Linked DNA regions of Ovis aries: region 2 is linked to region 1. A link is a contact called in public Hi-C data. All regions are on one chromosome and are shown on one strand. Each heading gives the region's core, a stretch centred on a gene start, on an enhancer-like site or on the middle of the called end of the contact. The rest is flanking DNA. Distances are from core to core; before and after follow the strand shown.

Evidence for each region. A called contact is a pair of places that touch in the nucleus more often than the background predicts.
Region 2: a Hi-C map of muscle shows a contact between it and region 1, with 4 times the contacts expected there. The contact joins two enhancer-like sites. A contact is called at or near these places in 12 of 16 Hi-C or Micro-C datasets (blood, hypothalamus, liver and 7 more).

The regions. Positions count from the first base shown.
Region 1 is chr9:20,043,263-20,046,823 of ARS-UI_Ramb_v3.0, reverse strand. No RefSeq gene overlaps it. Among named protein-coding and RNA genes, the nearest start is that of MIR30D, 75 kb to the left of the region's middle. Within about 2 kb of position 1,538, at least 1 of the 54 cell types and tissues checked has an H3K27ac peak or open chromatin away from gene starts, as enhancers often do. A contact at or near this core is called in muscle, where this site is marked.
Region 2 is chr9:20,200,873-20,204,433 of ARS-UI_Ramb_v3.0, reverse strand. The region is part of intron 1 of ZFAT (zinc finger and AT-hook domain containing); the gene reads right to left. Among named protein-coding and RNA genes, the nearest start is that of ZFAT, 6.7 kb to the right of the region's middle. Within about 2 kb of position 2,028, at least 9 of the 54 cell types and tissues checked have an H3K27ac peak or open chromatin away from gene starts, as enhancers often do. A contact at or near this core is called in muscle, where this site is marked.

The DNA.
Region 1 (3,561 bases), core at 289-2,788:
CAGTGGGTTGCCATTGCCTGGTTCCTCTGCCTTTTCTAAATCCAGCTTGAACATCTGGAAGTTCATGGTTCGTGTACTGTTGAAGCCTGGCTTGAGAATTTTGAGCATTATTTTGCTAGTGTGTGAGATGAGTGCAATTGTGTGGTAGTTTGAACATTCTTTGGCATTGCCTTTCTTTGGGATTGGAATGAAAACTGACCTTTTCCAGTCCTGTGGCCACTGCTGAGTTTTCCAAATTTGCTGGCATATTGAGTGCAACACTTTCATAGCATCATCTTTTAGGACTTGAAATAGCTCAACTGGAATTCCATCACCTCCTCTAGCTTTTTTGTAGTGATGCTTCCTAAGGCCCACTTGATTTCGCATTCCAGGTTATCTGGCTCTAGGTGAGTGATCACACCATTGTGGTTATATGGGTCATGAAAATCTTTTTTTGGTATAATTCTTCTGTGTATTCTTGCCATCTCTTCTTAATATCTTCTGGTTCTGTTAGGTCCATACCATTTCTGTCCTTTAGATTGAGCCCATCTTTGCATGAAATGTTCCCTTGGTATCTCTAATTTTCTTGAAGAGATCTCTAGTCTTTCCCATTCTGTTGTTTTCCTCTATTTCTTTGCGTTGGTCACTGAGGAAGGCTTTCTCATCTCTCTTTGCTATTCTTTGGAACTCTGCATTCAAATGTTTATATCTTTCCTTTTCTACTTTGCCTTTCGCTTCTCTTCTTTTCTCAGCTATTTGTAAGGACTCCTCAGCTCCTCAGACAGCCATTTTGCCTTTTTGCATTTCTTTTTCTTGGGGATGGTCTTGATCACTGGCTCTTGTACAATGTCTCAAACCTCCATCCATAGTTCTTCAGGCACTCTATCTATCAGATCTAGTCCCTTGAATCTCTCTGACTGTTAAGAAACCTTAATTAAAATAACATGAATCCTTAGAATCCAGTGGAATCAATACTAACAGAAGCACTATGTTTGTCGGATGTTGGGGACTCAGAGAGAAGGCGGTCCTTGGAGATGAGGAGGAGAAAGGGTTGGGGGAGGGCCATCTCAGCAGAAAGAAGGTGCTTGGCCCTGGTGTTCTGGATCCTCTCGGCTTCCCTGGTGGCTCAGCAGTGAAGAATCTGCCCGCAATGCAGGAGACACAGGAGATGCAGGCTCGATCCCTGGGTGGGAAGATCCCCTAGGGAAGAAATGGCTACCCACTCAAGTATCTTGCCTGCAGAATCCCATGGACAGAGGAGCCTGGTGGGCTACGGTCCGCGGGGTCACGCAGAGTCAGACCTACGGAGCACGCACACACTAGGGAGCATGTTGAGGTCAAATTTGGAAAAAATTCCTGTTTTCCCTTCCTACAAATGTTACAGCCTCACATTTCAGCTAACACCTTCTTCTGGGGAGGGGCATTAGCAATGCTCAGAACTAGCCAAGTTTCCCAGCAGCTATAAACTTACAAAGACCTTGCTGACAACTGGACCTGGTAAAGAAAAACCAAAACCAACTTTCTTCCATAAATCCCAATGAGTGTTATAGTGCCCTCTGGTGGTGCAAAGTGAAATGACAAACCAGCTGGTCTCAGAGGAAAGCATCCGATTGTTCTCTACTCTGTTTGCTTAGTAATAAATGTATTTATTGTGCTTCAAACTCATGCACCCACCATTTGCAGACCTGGCCAGCGTCGTCTCTTTCATTATGTCTCCTATATTTACATTGGCAATAACTTCTACCTCAGTTCAGTTTTCAGTTGCTCAGTCGTGTCCAACTCTTTGTGACCCCATGGACTGCAGCATGCCAGGCTTCTTGCCCTTCGCCAACTCCCAGAGCTTACTCAAACTCATGGCTCATCGAGTTGGTGATGCCATCCTACCATCTCACCCTCTGTCGTCCCCTTCTCCTCCCGCCTTCAATCTTTCCCAGCATCAGGGTCTTTTCCAACGAGTCCGTTCTTCGCATTAGGTGGCCTGAGTATTGGAGCTTCACCTTCAACATCAGTCCTTCCAATGAATATTCAGGACTGATCTCCTTTAGGATGGACTGGTTGGATCTCCTTGCAGTCCCAGGGACTCTCAGAGTTTTCTCCAGCATCACAGTTCAAAAGCATCAGTTCTTCGGCACTCAGCTTTCTTTATCGTCCAGTTCTCACGTCCATACATGACCACTGGAAAAACCATAGCCTTGACTAGACGGACCTTTGTCGGCAAAGTAATGTCTCTGCTTTTGCCTACCCCATCCTTATTACTCATCCATGCGTTTTTTACTTACTGGTTGAGAAACTATATGCTGGGCTTTTCAACTTGCCCTGCATTTGAGGAACCTGTGAGCCTTTCTCTGTCTTCCCAGGCACAACAGAAGCTTCTGGAAGGTGGAGAATCAAATTGAGTCTCTCTGTGTTTGAGAGCGGGGATGAACATGAATTAGAACCAAACCAAATGTGGCCACTTGTACCTTCAAGAGGGGCGTGTGTAACACTATTTACACTAAAGGGTATAGACACTTCTTTTTTTACGTATGTTTAAAAATTCTCATTGATGTATAGTTCTCTGCCCCGCTCCATCGGCATATGGGCTGCTGGGTTCCACTGTGACTTAGGGTTGTGGTTGTCAAGCCTATTATGGAGCTGGAGAAGACGGAGGAGAACAAGCAAGTTAAGATGCCACATGGTTTATTTTTTAAAAAAAGAACCAGATTAAGCTTTTTTTTCCCTTAAACAAATGTTCCCCAGATTGTTGCGTTTATGGAGGAGTGGATTTTTGGAGGTGCTCCCTCCCCCCTCCACCATCTCCGCTGACACCATCCTCCCAAGCCATTTCAGGAGCAGTTAATCTAAGCTATTTGCATTGTGCTGGCCCAATCACTGCTTTCTTCTTTCCTCACAGATTCAAATGTTCTGCAAGAAACCTCCAGGCCTTCTGCTAGAGGGTTTCTTCATGCGGAATACAAAACAAGAAGGGTCTAGGGTTCTGTCTGGGGCAAGAGGATTTTACACAAGGACAAGAAGAAAATAAAAGCCACCCTTCTCCCATTTTTCTGTCTTGCCTCTTCTCTCAAATTCTTGGGGGAGATTGTCCTGATGTGGGGCTCAAAATAATTTCATTTACATTTCAAACAACTCAGAGTAAGGCAGATATCTGAGATGTCCCTAAAGAACATTTACTGAGCATATAGTGTGTCCAGGACTGGGTATCCAGGGATGGATAAAACAGAGTCCGCTCTTGAGTATCTCAGAGTTCGGGGCGGGGGGACATAAAGATGTATGATTAAGGGAGATGTTGCAGGTGCTATGAAAGAGAGGGGCTTCCCTGGTGGCTCAGATGGTAAAGAATCTGCCTGCAATGCAGGAAGTTGGGGTTCAATCCCTGGGTTAGGAAGACCCCCTGGAGAAGGGAATGGCAACCCACTCCAGGATTCTTGCCTGCAGAATCCCGTGGACAGAGAAGCCTGGCAGCCTACAGCCCATGGGGTCGCAGAGAGTTGGACATGACTGAGCACCTAACACTTCACATTTCATGTCTATTCCACTAGGTGTTAGGCCCACGGGGTGGGGACTTTTGCCTATTTTGTTTCC
Region 2 (3,561 bases), core at 779-3,278, 160 kb before region 1:
AGCCAGTGGCACAGGAGAGGGCCTCCAGCACCCCAAAACCTTTGGGGACCCACAGACTTAGGAAAATGGAGACAAGGAATTAGGAAGCTTAGATCATGTCGACCAGAACTCCTGTCCACGCTGTTAAGAAACAGGTAGTTACGGTCACGGCAGGGGAAGGAGAGGCGGGATGAGCTGAGAAAGGAGCATTGACACACAGACCCCAGCAGGAGTCCCCAGCGGGCGGGGAGCTGCTGCAGGGAGCTGAGCCGGCGCTCTGGGATGGCCCGGAGCGGCGGCATGGGCGTGTATGCTTACGACTGAATCACACTGCTGGACAGCAGAAACCAGCAACACTGTAAAGCAACCAGCCTCCAGTGAAAAAAAACAAAGAGGCTGAAGACGGGGACCTTTTCACTTATTATCATCTAGAAGCTGGCTGGCTGCTCTGGGCGCCTGAGGTCATAATCAAAGGAGATAAAATAACAGCCAGACAGGAACTGTGGGAAACACACAAATTCAAAGGCAAATTTGAAATACCTGCTCTACTTATCACGAAAGCCTGTGACTGGTCTCAGTTACCAAGCATTTTGAACTCGACAATTAATTCCAGAAGAACGAACTGCCCTCTAATACTCAGATGTGTCTAAGGTCTGTTCAAATTCCAGAGCAGAGCTTTAAATTTAAGCAAGAGCCACGGGGAAAAGAATTTTCCAAACCCCACCAGCCACCCAGCTCCAGGTCACCAGAATCACCTGGTCCTTTCTTCCTGGTAACTAACACAGGAAGTAAGCATCATGTGCACTCTCCACATACCTGGGTCATTCAGTTTTATACTGGGGAAAAAAGACATTTTCAACTTAGTCACACAATCCAATATTTAATGAATGCCTAAGATGTACCACATACCATGTATACTAAGCACATTGTAAAATGAGTAAGATACATACTCCAGAAACATAAATAAATAATTCTATTTTGTTCATGGAAACAATTTAAAGTGACTGTGGTTTTGTTAGTGGCCCAAATTCACAGATTCCTGCTTTAGAAGGGACAGAATCCAGCCTTGCCGCCAGTGCCCTGCACCCCCTTATTAGCTGGGCAGCTACCTCCCTCTCTCCCGTCCCGCCACTGCACCGCAAACAGACGGGGACACGGTAGAAACAGTGGCAGACTTTCTTTTCTTGGGCTCCAAAATCACTGCATGTGGTGTCTGTAGCCATGAAATTAAAAGACACGTGCTCCTCAGAAGAAAAGCAATGACCAACCTAGACAGCATATTAAAAAGCATTACTTTGCCAACAAAGGTCCATCTAGTCAAAGCCATGGTTTTTCCAGCGGTCACGTACGGATGTGAGAGACGGACGATAAAGAAAGCTGAGCGCCAAAGAACTGATGCCTTCAAACTGTGGTGCTGGAGAAGACTCTTGAGAGTCCCTTGGACAGCAAGAAGATCCAACCAGTCTATCCTAAAGGAAATCAAACCTGAATATTCATTGGGAGGACTGATGCCGAAGGTGAAGCTCCAATACTGTGGCCACCTGATGTGAAGAGCTGACTCACTGGAAAAGACCCTGATGAAAGATTGAGGGCAGGAGGAGAAGGGGACGACAGAGGATGAGATGGTTGGATGGCATCACCGACTCAATGGACATAAGTTTGAGTAAACTCTGGGAGATGGTGAAGGACAGGGAGGCCTGGTGTGATGCAGCCCATGGGGTCGCAGAGTCAGACACGACTGAGCGACTGAGCGACTACAACCACTCCGTTTACGAGGCACGGAACTTTAGAAGGTCAGCAGCCCAGTCGGCAGCCCGGTGGGCAGCCCGTCCTTCTCCCTGATCCGGCTCCAGCTAGTGCAGCCTCGGGGTGATCCTGGCAAGACCAGCCCCTCCCACTGCATCTGATCAGGCTACCCAGTGGCCCCTGGGTCTCGTCCCCTGTAGGCCCAGCATCCCAGTCCCTCAGTCGTGCCTGACATCCCCACTGGCGGCTGCCACCTCTGAAGACAAAGGTTATCTCCTGAGCGCCTGCAGCAGGTCCTTTCCCACACATGACCCCTAGGCGGCGACAGAGGGCAAAGGAGAACTCGGGCCGCAAGCTAGTTCTGAGCTGCCTGAAATTCTGGAGATGATCACACCAAGTGAGGTAAGTCAGACAGAAAAAGACAAATATCATATGATAGTGATGCAGGGGAAAAAAAAAATACCCATGAACTTATTTACAAAACAGACTTACAGACCTAGCGAACCACCTTATGGTTACTAAAGGAGAAAGACTGGGGGAAGGGAATAAATTGGGAGTTTGGGATTGACATGTACACACCACTATGTTTAAAACAGATAGCCAAACAAGAACCTACTCTATAGCACAGGGAACTCTGCTCAGTATTCTGTAATAACCTAAGTGGAAAAAGACTTTTAAGGAAAACAGACACATGTACAACTAAATCACATTGCTGTATACCTAAAACTAACACAATATTGTAAATCAATTATAGTCCAATATTTAAAAAATTTTAATTGTAAAAAATATTCTGCAAAGTGGAGAGGGCTGCTTTCTGATCACCAAACTTAAAAAAAAAAAAAAAATCCAGAACCTAGATTTAGCTTTAACCTCAGTTTCTTAGAGAGACTTTTCTGAAACCCCCTTCAATACAAATTAGGTCTCCATTACTTTCTCTTGCCCACTCTCCCACCACCCTCCACTTTGAAGCAATTTCCCTAATTTGTAATCATGTATTTGGTGGTGTGTTTATTTGTTCAACCTCTGTCTCCTCTAAAAGATTATAAACTCCAAAACCATCAATATCACTTAATTCAAAATCAGTTAAAAGCTTAAAGAGATAAAAAAAAAAAAAGCCTAAAGAGATCAATGAGGTTAACAAACATATTTATTTCTAAACAGAAATGCTGCATTTCCTTTGTCAGAAGGACCTGAACATTTCGAGAATGTTCACCTTAGAACCCCTGAGAAGAATGTTAACCAAGGCACTCAGCTCCTGCTTCCTAGAGAAACATCCAAGATCCAGGGCTGGGGGAGAAGGAGCGGCTCAGGGTGGGCCAGCCGCTGGCCAACCCAGAACCCCAAAACCCGCAACTTTGCTGGTCCTCTGACTCCTGCCTAGTGATGGGAACTGTGGCCACGTGGCCCTCCTGAAAACAATGGACCCTGGCCGTGTGTACGGAGCCTGCAAACTCTCATGTCCCCGTGCCGGATCAGTTCACCACTGCTCTTTCCCCTAAAAACAAACACAGACGAAGACTGGCTGGTCTCTAAGTTAAAGCCCGATCAGCCACCAGTCCCACAGGGCTTTCTTCTGCCTCATGTCTCTAAACCTGCCCCAACCTCCATTCCCACGGCCGCCGCTGCACCACGACAGCACCTGACACCGGGTCTGGCTCCTGCCTGCATTTCTGCCCCTCCTGTTTATTCTTTATAAGCTCAAAAATGACTAGAAAGCTAGGTAATTCAGACAGTGCGATGTGGATGGAGGATAAACAAACAGATCAATGGAAAAGACGTAAGATCTCAGAAATGGACCTACATATTTTTTCATCAAAAGGACCAAGGTGACTAAGT